3 separate regions of the Gossypium hirsutum genome follow, and regions 2 and 3 are each linked to region 1. A link is a contact called in public Hi-C data. All regions are on one chromosome and are shown on one strand. Each heading gives the region's core, a stretch centred on a gene start, on an enhancer-like site or on the middle of the called end of the contact. The rest is flanking DNA. Distances are from core to core; before and after follow the strand shown. Region 1 holds the start of LOC121210047 (putative serine/threonine-protein kinase). Region 2 holds the start of LOC107889244 (tRNA N(3)-methylcytidine methyltransferase METTL6). Region 3 holds the start of LOC107889213 (pentatricopeptide repeat-containing protein At3g26782, mitochondrial).

Evidence for each region. A called contact is a pair of places that touch in the nucleus more often than the background predicts.
Region 2: a contact with region 1 is called in a Hi-C map of leaf, with 2.3 times the contacts expected there. The contact joins the promoter of LOC107889244 here to the promoter of LOC121210047 in region 1. A contact is called at or near these places in 2 of 34 Hi-C or Micro-C datasets (hypocotyl and leaf).
Region 3: a contact with region 1 is called in a Hi-C map of leaf, with 2.2 times the contacts expected there. The contact joins the promoter of LOC107889213 here to the promoter of LOC121210047 in region 1. A contact is called at or near these places in 5 of 34 Hi-C or Micro-C datasets (hypocotyl, leaf and petal).

The regions. Positions count from the first base shown.
Region 1 is chrA11:108,214,183-108,218,460 of Gossypium_hirsutum_v2.1, reverse strand. LOC121210047 (putative serine/threonine-protein kinase) reads right to left here and starts at 2,415. Exons shown (of 5, transcript XM_041082123.1): 1 at 2,247-2,415. The coding sequence starts at 2,415. LOC107904633 (ethylene-response factor C3) reads right to left here. Exons shown (of 1, transcript XM_016831070.2): 1 at 3,619-4,278. The coding sequence ends at 3,891.
Region 2 is chrA11:108,030,042-108,034,319 of Gossypium_hirsutum_v2.1, reverse strand. It overlaps LOC107889244 (tRNA N(3)-methylcytidine methyltransferase METTL6), which reads right to left and starts at 1,963. Exons shown (of 8, transcript XM_016813607.2): 1 at 1,632-1,963; 2 at 1,374-1,483; 3 at 647-858; 4 at 467-555. The coding sequence starts at 1,838. LOC107889254 (protein EIN4) reads right to left here. Exons shown (of 2, transcript XM_016813619.2): 2 at 3,932-4,278.
Region 3 is chrA11:108,081,260-108,085,537 of Gossypium_hirsutum_v2.1, reverse strand. It overlaps LOC107889213 (pentatricopeptide repeat-containing protein At3g26782, mitochondrial), which reads left to right and starts at 2,277. Exons shown (of 1, transcript XM_016813571.2): 1 at 2,277-4,278. The coding sequence starts at 2,277.

The DNA of each region.
Region 1 (4,278 bases), core at 1,166-3,665:
CGGGTTAGAACAAGATGTTTTTAATCCTCATAGTCGGCTTTCTAATATTCTATGAAAATCCAACCTATACCAATTTACAACCATACTTTTAGGGGTTTTTTTTTCCAAAAAAAAAAATTGGGTTACTATTTTTTATTTTTTTGAAATTCTTATATTTTTTAAACTTCTTAATTTTTTATAATTTCGAATAAATTTTTTGAAAATTTATAATATTTTAGTAATATTTTTATTTTTTTGAAATTTTTATAATTTTTCTAATTCATTGTTACAATTTTTAATAGAATATTTATTTTTGCAACAACTTTTTGACTTTTACAGTATTTTTGTGATATTAAATTATATATATTTCAAATTTTGAAAATTTTATTTTTTGTTGATTTAACAATGCCGTGAGTTTGGATGGGCGGTGCGTTTACTTGCGGTTAGTGTAAAAACAGTGGTGGCGGTGTGATTAGATACTGTAGCGATACTGTAGCGTGAGATAAAAAATAAGCTAAACGCACCGCACCGCACACAATCGCCCATCCAAACCCACCCCTAGACTGCCATGTCAACATTATAACAATTGAGTCAATTGCTGTTAATGGCCATTTCAATAAAATAATTATCAATGATCGTTTTTGCTTGTCAAAAGTCTTGATTCATATAATTTTAAATTGATAGCACAATTGAGTGGAAAGCCTGATTATTATTATTTTTATTTGAAAAGTTGTAGGTTTTTTAATTCATTTTTACTAAATTTAAAAGTGGTTAAAAATTAATGTTTTGTTTAGTTCACATATTTATTATTGGAAAAATTTTTACTATAATAAAATTTCTGATTGAGTTAATCACTCATCAATTCGATGTCAACTCAATTTAAAAATTATTATAAACTCAATCTTTTTATAAAGTAAGTTATATTATTATGAATGAATTTTACCTTTTTATATTTTTTAAATTAATAAAATTTACACATAATAAAATTTGAACAAAAAACATTAAAATTTCAATCTTTCAATTTTACCATTTTAATTAAAGCATTATTTATTTTTTATATAAACTTTTAAGTTATATAAGTATTTTTTTTATCCATATCGTGGGTATGTTATAGTCTAGTATCTTTTGAGACATTTAGAAAATATATTATGTTTTTTAATGAAAATGTATGAAAATAAATATTTTACCACTAACAAGTGTTAGATGCAATGACAAGACACTTCATATTCCAAAAAAAGAATATAAATTCGAAACTTAAAGATAATATTATGGAACAACTCTAAACATGAATTAGAAACCAGACGTGAAAGATACCTAAAATAAATAAATATATGTCACCATTTCACTTGTAACTCCATTTCACCTAGATAAAGACCTTAAAACTAAAGTCCTTTAACAAGGCCGATTATACGCTTTTCATGACCCATCATAGCTCAACGATTCTGGCCCAAAGAAAGTATCTATTGTCTCCTCCGCTTCAAAGAAAGTTTGCAATTTGGTAATCCCTACTAGTCTCTACTCTCTAGTTATAAATGATTCCTCCATTCTTCAAAAAGGCCCATTCCCAACCCAACGTACTCAAACGACTTTCAAATCCATTAAAACATGTCATTTTCCACCTTTTCATTCACCAAACATCCATTACGCAAAGCTATTCAAACATGCTTTTAATTTGGCTAAGTGGCATTACTTTCTTAAAACTAGCTTTTTCCCTCCATTTTGGCCTTTTGTCCTTTTCTTACGTGCGCATGAACCTGAACTTTATACTAATCAGCTGCCTTTGGTCTCGGTCAAAATACATGAAGCATTCATGGGGTATCTTCTCTCTTTTTATTTTTCATAAGCCTCTTGTGAATAACGAGTTCAACTTGGACCAGATCATTGCTGAACCATACTCTTAATATAGCCACATAAGAACAAGAGAAGATTGACCATTAAATTTAGTTAATGATTGATCTTAAAGAAATCCTGGAAAATAAATGATAGCTTGATCATATAGGAGAATTGGGGATAAATTCAAATACACGTGGTTCTCCCCTTTTGTGTTTGTTGGCTATATTAACTAACCAATTCCTTGCTAGTTTTTCTTTTTGACTCTCCTTCCAAGCACTTGAAAGTAATCTTTTTACTAGTAATATGATCAACTTTATAAATTACCTATAACCAAAGTGTCTTAATAATAGCTATTAGAGTGACAATTTTTTTTGAATAATTTCATTATAGGTTCTGATCATATCTACTCTTTTTTATATAATGTCTAGAACTACCTATAGCTCTTTCCCAACCCATAATTAGAAGGATAATGTGCTTCAATGCACTCGAATCCACATTCTCCTGTATTGACAACAATGTTCTCCTCCCTAACCCATAATTAGAAGGATAATGTGCTTCAACGCACTCGAATTCACGTTCTCCTATATTAATAACAATGTTCATGCCAATCAAACTAAGACTCAATCGGATAAATATTGACGATTTTGATTTGTAACTATTAATGGGATTTGTAATTTTTGGATAAAACTTATCTACTACTTTATCCCTCTTTAAAAGGGGTTGATTCTATCATGCATCAATTTAAGTAAGACCTAGTGCACTTTCATCCTTTGATCATTTTGTGTGGTCTTTGATAGTCTTTAAACACTCTTCAATAGGGGTTAGTTAATCGAATGATTTCACATTAACTATACAAGATTAAAGGTGTAATAACTCACCACCTAACTAACCACAACCTTACTCTTGAAGCCAAGGTGGTAGGTTCTTCGCTCAATGGGCCATGACAGGCTCCAAACCCTCCATGAAAGCCTCTACTTTCCGTAAAAAAAAAGCATAAGATTATTCACCATAAAAGAATATAAATATTAAATTTATATAACAATTTTGGTTTAATATATGATTTGATATATGAATTTTATTTTGGTGTAATTGTAAACATAAAACTATAATTGCCATTCATATATGTAAATGAAATTCTGATTTTGATTTAATTGAATACGTTCAAAGAAATGAATACACACATTTATTTTCATATTGGATTAATATAATTATTTGTGTATGCAATATATCAATATAAAATTGTGTTAATTCTATAATATTATATTAGCGATTTGTAAAAATTATATTAAACTAAAATTTTATGTATAAAATCACACGAAATTAAAATTACATAACAATAATTATTGTTTACGTGAGAATATCTAAAAGCATTGGGATGAATCACGAGTCAACCAGTTGTGCAGTAATTGTTAAATGTTGTCCCTTCTTGTATTAATTTCTTCCATCTTCTGGTTCCAAGTAAGTTATGACTGGATTAATATATGCAAAAACCATATATTTTGTTTGAAGGAGGCTGATTTTCAATTTATGAGATCTCAATATGATTTCAATGTCATCTTATATTTTATAAGATTTTAAGATTCAAAATGCATATATCAATGATTTTTGGGACTAAATTGTGGGGACTTGTGGAGCAATATCTTATATCTATATTTTAATTAATGCATATTGTTGGGTTGGTATAGGAAAAAGAAATTGACAATAATTTATATATATATGGATGATTAATATGGTCTTCAAAATTAGCCAGACAAATCCAATCAGTTATAAATTTAAGTACAGTTTCTAATTGCAAAGGCTCAACAACTGTGAAAATAATTGTCATCATCATGTTCCAGCTTAATGGAAACTGAAAACGATGGTACCATATAATGATATTGTCCACTAGCCCAAGTTGACATATAAAAAATACCTCTCTATATCCAACAAAAGACATTAATCCTTCTTGCATTTACAAAAAGCCAAAATCAAGAAAAAATTCTCATTCCTCGATATCTAAACAGGAAAAAGGATTAACTGACTGATACAATTATTATTATTTTTTAATTATGAATTAATCAAAGTTATTCTAAAGTAATTTACCAAATATTAGAACTCTCGGAGATGGTAAGAAGTTCCTCCAAGTATTCAATACCTAAATCCTCCAACACTACTACATTTTCCGTATTGTTAATTTCCTTTTCTTTCTTGGCCCTCTTCATCATCATGGACGACCCCTTCTTGGTTTTCAAGGAGTATCTTTTCTTCATGGTTAAAACAGGTGAGCAACCTTGTTCAAACCCATAGTTCATTTCTCGAAGTGATTCGTAGACTTTGTCCATTGGGAAATTGAGAATAGCCATGGAACCTCTCATTGCCAATGCAGCTTGGTCATAAGCTAAAGCAGCAGCCTCAGCTGTATCAAAGGTTCCAAGCCAAACCCTAACACCATTCCTTGTGGAATCCCTTATTTCAGCTGCATATTTC
Region 2 (4,278 bases), core at 714-3,213, 180 kb after region 1:
AGAAAACAGTAGCAAACAAGAGAATTAGGATTTATGACTGTAAAACTAGTTAGAAGTTGGAACTCTAAAAAACTTGGGGTTTAAAAAAAACATTCAGTTTCCTTTATATTAATTCAAAATAATAATAATAATGCTATGGCTGTAAATTTGTTACAGCATATTTGCAATAGACTTTTTTAAAAGTAAAGTTACTAGACATTCTTGCAACTAAAATTTTACTCTTAATCCTAGACTTAACCCTGAAGAAAACTAATATATCTAAAACTTGAAAACTATATATTATAAAATAAACTGAAACAAAACTGAAAATAATAAAATATTGATGATAAAGCACCTGCATCACCTAATCACCGTGATAACTTTCAAGCATGAACTATGCAGTAAATTATTTTCCTACATTTCCAAGAAAATTAAGATTTCTATAAACATTGACTATCAAGGAATTCATGAAATACAATATGCATACCAAGGTAACAAAGTCAACACCACCAACGCAACAGCTTCTTTCTTCCATTGACCATGAACCAGTTTCAAGGGTTCTTTCTTCTCCAACATCTGGGAAGAAAAAGCGAGATATTAAGGCCATGATATAAGAAAAGCCAATAATTGGAAGCAAAGCAATGTAAGACACATGAAAGATAGCTACCTGAAACACAAATTTGGTCCTTTTGTCCAAGATTTTCTCTGCAATTAGCACAAGCTAACCACTTTGGAAATCCCGTTGTTGCAAAATCACAATAGAATGGCCTGAAACGATTCTCAACTGATGCTACATTACTAGCAGCTACGAACTCTTTAGCTCTCTGTAGGGTCTCATTGCTACAATCGCATGCATATAGAATAATTTTCTCGTTGCCACTGGATAAATGTATTGAAGGTATAAGTACAAGAAACGAAAATTCAACATTATTTGATATTACTGTCCATCTACAATTTCTCAATACTTCAATATTAATCTTCACAACAAAAGCTCAAAGAAAACAATCTCAACTTTCATAAGTATCATCTAAAGTTCTCTCAGGCTCTTATCCTGAATAATGATATAAACTTTTGCAGAATATAGTTCACTTCTAACTGGATGGTAGAACAAAACCAAAGTGATTAATTAAGATTAGCAGCTACCTAAGACGAAACAAGTTAAAAGTAGACAATATTAGTCCGTTGTTAAATCCATACTTTCAACAATATTCGAAAACCATTAATCTTTCTTTAATATAATAACTAAAGAAAACCAACGCTTTTCTCATATCATCAACACAACGAAACATCATTTTTCACTGCACTAGACAGTTAAGAATATAGTACAACTATCAAATTTTATTTAAATTATAACAACCAAAAAAAATTAAAAACGAAGATAATTTAGGGGTTACCGCAATATAGGAAGGGCAGTACTGCCATTTCCACACCCAACCTCCAAAACCTTACAACCATCTCCACAAGAAACCAGCTCTGGAAATTCTTTTAACAAGTACCTCCTCTCCTGTATCAAACATAGTACCCATTTAAGCTTACACAACAAAGAACTAAAAGGCAACAGAATACCCAGAAAAAGAATGAAGGAAAGATTGGATTTTTTTTCTTTTTTCTTTTTTTTTTGGGGGGAGGGGGGTGGAGGGTTATAGACAAACCTTGAAGAATTTGCCAGAAGAATGTTGAATGTGGAAACTTTTCCATGCTTTTATGGGATCTTTTGTAAGTTGTTGTTCTGGTTGTGGGGATACAAAAGGGAGAAGATGGTAGTTAAGAGAAGGGTCGTTTTCTATTTCTAGTCGAAGTGTGTCCCAGTTGAAGTCTTTGGAATGGTACTCTGAAGCTTCAGCCGCCGATGCACTCATTTATTTGTCTTCGAAAATGTCTAGTCGGATCAAAGTTTTGAGTTCTCAAACCACCAACATGTTGGGTATATGTTTATTAAGAAAAAAACATGGTGGGTTGATGATGGTCTCAAATTAAATGTTCGCCACCAGCCCAACTTGGGCCCTCTGCAATTCAATTATCTTTCTTTAGGTTACAAGTAAAAAATAGAACATTAACTAAACGGGTAAATTGTAAAAATAGTCACTTTTATTTGCCTCAGGTTATATTTTAGTCACTTATGTTTGAAATGTTACGTTTTAGTCACTTATGTTATTATTTTGTTAAGAAGTGATCACTCTTCCGTTAAATTCCGTTATCTCCCTAACAGTAATCCTACGTGACAGTCTAACTAGATTTTAAGTTCATCTGTTAATACATACATCATCCAACTAAATTATGCATTTGATTTACTATTAACAGACAATTTAGCCATGTAAAGTATGCATTAACAACTATACTCATAAGTCCTCTGGGTTACAAATGTAAATTGTATAAGGACTTACATGCAAAAATGTGCAAATGTTGAGGGCAAAATTTGGATTTTCTTGTTCCAGGTGTTTGCTTGTTATAAAATCGAGTATTAAAAACAACTTTACAATATTGCCAACTTTCATTTACTATAAAATCTAGTTGGACTGCCACGTAGGATTATCGTTACGGAGATAACAGAACTTAACGGAAGATTAATCACTTCGTAACAAAATAATAACATAAGTGACTAAAACGTAACATTTCAAACATAATAACTAAAATGTTACTTGAGACAAACAAAAATAACTATTTTTGTAGTTTACCTTAACTAAACTCGGATTTCATATGAACCATCATGTTCAATTTATGTTTGTCAACAAAACAGAAAAGAAAAACATGTTGAGTTGATGATCTCAAATGAACTGTTCGCTACCAGTCAACTTGAACCCCTTAAAATTTCTTTCTATAGATTATAAACCAATAATCCTACATATTATCAACTTTAAACTTAAGAATTTTAGGTTCCAATTCACATTATATTACACATGTTGGGGCTCGAATTTGATATCTCCAAATTATACACATGCATAATATGGGAAAAGAATTATTTAATAAATATATTTATTAACAATTCATATACAAGCTAAATAAAGCTTTGATTGAAAGGATAAAGTTTAATATTTAAAACTTAGTGTTAAATATTAACATTGTGAATTTTTGTTGATTTATAAAAAGACAATATTCTCATGGTAATATAATTTACTTTGTAAAAGGAATAACTTTTTATTTTTATTGATGTTAAGTTGAATCGTGACATCAACCCAACCAAAAATTTTAACATTGCATTGTTAAAACATTTATTTCTTTTTTATGAATATATATGATAAAATAAATTAATCTACCTTCTAACAATAATCGATTGAATCAAACAACCTAAACCCGCACAGATTTAAGAGTAAAGTAAATAATTAACTAATAAACCACACATTTCCCACTTTCAACAGGTTTACTTTTAGGTACAGTCCTTGGAGAAATGATATTTGTATTCTTACCGGATTTTTTATGCATTTGTATAAATTTAAAGATCCTTTGGGATTGGCTTGAGGGGTTGATGGTACTTGTGTGAACAAATTTGTGGAGACTGGGGACAGCATGTAGAATTGGTAAAAGAATTTTTCTATGGTGGTTTTCAGCATCCTGTCCCTAGAATTTATGCTCCAAAATTGGTGCTTCAGCTTGCATGCTCAGATGCCAAGGTTTATAACATTGACAAGTTGTTCTAAAACTGAATCACGAGGACAGACTAAAATGCCAAATCTTTTAGCCGTCAAATGCTGTATACGCACCAGTGATAGCATATGAAGCCAGGGTTTCAGAGCACCCATGGATATCACAGTAATGGGTGAAAACAAACAAACATCAACCATTTCTAGATCATATTCAACAGCAGTGATATCACAATAGCATGCATCAATGGGAAAAGAAAGATTGAAGTTGAACATATGAATGATAGCAGCTTGAGAAACCTTCAAAGATATTCCAGGCTCAGAAATTCAATTTATCATCATAGCATGGTACACTGCTGATATACTGTATGAAATAGAAAGAAAAGGAATTGACAGTATACATTAATCTCCATACGTTTTCAGTTTCATAAATCTCACACTAACTTTGATTTTGGTATTAAATAAGTGTACAAGTAATTTTACCCCCAGTCATTCCATGAAATTCTGGTAATGAAGTTCAATGAGCAAAATGGTTAGCAAAATTTAATGCCTACATGTTGGTATACCATGGAATGGCAGAATGCAAATGCTATGTTGAAGATCTCTCTGCTCTAACCAGGTGGACAGCAAGCTGTTTGCGAACATGTAAGGAAATCAAATAGGTAACTGATGGCAGAAAACTTGACCGACTACCTCATACCGGCAGGCCAAGTATCAAAAG
Region 3 (4,278 bases), core at 1,028-3,527, 130 kb after region 1:
TAATTGTAACTGGACATTCTCCAAAGTGATAGTACACTCTCTGCATGGAAGATAGAATGTGTGCGTCTCCGGTCTCCACCTCTCTATTAATGCGCTGATAAGTTTTGGGTCCTACTTGCACCCCCGACCTATAATGATCGCATGCTAAAAACCTACTTCCCTCAAGTAATTTTCTATCAACGGTGATGGCGGACCAGACATGATACGAATATAACATTATAACGCCCGATTTACATACTGTTATAAAAAATTATAAAATAAAAATTAATTAAAATTACATAAATGAAAAAAATTAAATAATATTCAAAAATTAAAATTAATTAAAATGAAAAAATGTTAAAAATGTTCAAAGTTTAAAACAAACAATTACCATTTTCATTTGTTCGACGGAGATATGTTTATAATCGAGACGAATTAAATCCCCGACCATTGCTAACACAATCAGATATTTTTGAAATTATAAAAAAAATAATACTAATTTTAAAAAAATTAAAAGTAAATAACTATTTATAATTTTCTAAATTTAATGAGAAATTTGAGAGTTTTAGGGAGAAATTGTAAAGATTTTTTGCTAAATTGTTAAGAATTTATATGTGAAATAATAGGAGTGGTGGGGGTTTATACTCTCTTTTTTACCGTTGGAATTTAAAAATCGGCCAGAAAATCACTCCCTTGAGGAATCTTTTTTCGCCATGTCAACAAAACTCTTTCATGTGGATGCGTTTTGTTGACGTGGCAAAAAACGCTTCCTTAAAGAAGCGATTTTCTGACTTTTTCTTCCTAAAAGGCGACCACATAGGCGCATTGTGTAAAAATTAACCTTTTCCAATAAATAATGGTATAATCGATCTATTTTCGTAAATATGCATGGAAAAGGGCCTTTTAAGTAATTTAATCATTATTAAACATTGAAAAATGATTTTACTCAGAATTTTCCAAAACATTAGTTTTTCAAAAAAAAAAACAATGAATTTTTATGGAAATCATTTTCGGTGAAATACATAGCCGGCTAAGGCACAAAATTTGTAGAAAGTAAAACACCACAGAACAGTTAAGTCTATATTTTTTATGAACGATTTTAACAGAAAAGAAGTTGCTAAATTAAACAAAAGGTTATAATGAAATTGAAAATGCCCATTTCTTGGACTGGAACTTGAAAACCTCATCAAATTAACAAAACAAATCCACACCTCATTCTAATAACCATAGACTAGCAAATGGGTATTAAGAAAACGTCATCATCCATCCATTAAAAGCCGGGAATCATTATTTATTAGGAGAAGATTTAGATAAAATATGATCATCGTTTTCTTTATGAGTCGGGTTTAAATAAGATTTTTTGGGTTCAAGCTTGACTCAGCCTGAATTATATTAATATTTATATTAAATTGTTAATCTAATAACAATTATTTCCGTTGTCCAATACCTAAAAGAAATTCCCCAACAAAATAATTCAACCTAAAATATAAAATTTATTTCTAATACGATAAAATATTTATTATATTTATTTGTATTTTTTAATATAATAAAATATTTATTATATTTGTGGTAGTGTTTTTTTAATATAATATATTTTTAATATGTTACAAAACTTTTATTTTAATCTTTTTAATGCGTTTAGTGTATTATATTCTTTAAAAATTTTAATTTTAAATAAAAATTAATCTAAAAAATTAAATATGGGTGGATCGAGTCGACTTCAGATTTACTTTTTTTAAATCTGGCCAGCCTTGAGAAAAAATAAGCCCATTTTTTATCCGAATTGAACTTGAATTTAAAAAAATGATCTAAATACCTTACAAAAACCCGGCCATGAGCACCTTTAATATTTATCAGAAATATCAGATTTTTTTTTTGTTGAAGGGGATGATATTTATGATGTTGCACAACTTTTGAGCTCACAATAAAAGTCACCTGCAAGCCTTCGATGTGTGCTATATGACCATAAAAATCAAGCAAAACACTAAGGTAGAACATGAAAATGTTTTGTCTTTTGCTGATATTTAGGGCTTGGAGTTCTGCACAAGGAAGATTGAAGAATTTGGGGGTTTATGTGAAACCCTATAGCAGAGAACCATGAAAGGATGGGAGAATTTCAGGGTTTTAGTGGAGATATTAGGTGTACTTCGGCCCACATAATTTTGGGCCGAAGGGGAAGCTTGAAAACCTCTAAAATTCTATGAAAAGAACAAAACAGCATAGTGCGAACTATCAGTGGGAAAAAGAACTGAAGTTTTGCAAACCAGATATTTTATTTGTTAAGATAACAAAACGCCATGGACATGATGAAAGTAGCTGCAACAGAGAAACCGTCACTTTCTTCTCCTTCTGCCTTGGCTTCAACAATCAAATTCATCCAAATTCCAAAATCTGAAACTTTTCTTCAACCCACCCTTGAACAAACCAGGCAAACCCATGCTCTAACGGTGAAAACTCACTTCAATGTAACCAAGTTCAGCCCTTCAGCACAATTCAATTTCCTTATTACATCTTACACGAAAAACAGCCAACCCCACAGTGCACTTGACATCTATACTTATTTGAGAAGAATGGATTATGAAGTTGATAACTTCATGGTCCCTGCAGTACTGAAAGCTTGTAGTTTTGTTTCAAACACCCAATTGGGCAAAGAAATACATGGTTTTTCTGTGAAGAATGGATTGACTGAAGATGTTTTTGTAAGTAATGCTTTGATACAAATGTATAGTGAATGTGACAGTGTTGTCTCTGCCAGACTGTTGTTTGATAATATGTATGAAAGAGATGCTGTTTCTTGGAGTACAATGATTAGATGCTATGTTAGAAGCAAATTCTACATGGAAGCATTGGAGATGATAAGAAAGATGCAAATTTTACAGATAAGACCTAGTGAAGTTGCCATGATTAGCATGATTACTTTATTTGCAGACCTCATGGATGTTGAAATGGGAAAAGCAATGCATGCTTATGTTACAAGGAATCTTGAGAAAATGAGTGTTCAGTTAACTACTGCTTTCATTCATATGTATGCAAAAAGTGGAAATTTAGCTTCTGCAAGACTGCTTTTCAATGGATTGAACCAGAAAACTGTTGTTTCATGGACTGCTATGATAGCCGGATATATTCATTGCTATAAATTAGAAGAGGGAATGAAGCTTTTTGCTAGAATGATTGAAGAAAGGATAAAGCCAAACGAGATTACTTTGCTGTGTTTAGTTGTAGAGTGTAGTTTTGTGGGGGCTTTAGAACTGGGAAAACAATTACACGTTTATATTTTGAGAAACGGGATTTGTTTGTCTCTGGCTCTTGCTACTGCTCTGGTTGATATGTATGGGAAATGTGGAGAGATAAGGAATGCTAGAGCAGTTTTTGACTCAGTTAAAGACAAAGATGTTATGATCTGGAGTGCTATCATTGCAGCTCATGCACAAACACATTGCATAGATCAGGCTTTTGATCTTTTTGTCAAGATGATGGAATATGGGTTGAGACCTAACCAAGTAACAATGACTACGATGCTTTCACTTTGTGCAGAGACTGGAGCCCTTGATATGGGTAAATGGATTCATACTGTCATAGACAGGCAAGCTGTTGAAATGGATACAATATTAAAAACCGCACTATTGGAAATGTATGCCAAGTGTGGAGACATTGATGGGGCTTGGAAACTGTTCAGGGAAGTTAAAGATAGAGATATTGGTGTGTGGAATACGATGATGGCAGGATTAGGAATGCATGGATGCGGTAAGGAGGCTTTGGAGCTATTCTCCGAGATGGAAAGAGAGGGTGCTAGGCCAAATGATATCACATTTATTGGACTTCTAAATGCTTGTAGCCATGCAGGATTGGTGGAAGAAGGGAAGTTAATTTTTGAGAAAATGGTTCATGCATTTGCATTGGTTCCTAAGATTGAACACTATGGTTGTATGGTGGATCTTCTTGGTCGAGCAGGACTGCTTGATGAGGCCTATGGGATTATCAAAAGCTTGCCTATAAGGGCAAACTCCATTATATGGAGTGCTCTTCTTGCTGCATGCAAGCTTCACCACAACACTGTATTAGGGGAAATGGCTGCTAGGCAACTTGTTTACCTGGAACCTCAAAACTGTGGTTATAATGTTTCTATTTCAAATATATATGCAGTGGCAAATAGGTGGAATGACGTTGCAGAGGTGAGAAAAGCAATGAAGAACAAGGGAATGAGAAAAGAACCAGGGCTCAGCTGTATCGAAGTAAATGGATATGTTTATGAGTTCATAATGGGAGATAAAGCACACCCAGAAATAGAAAAGATAAATG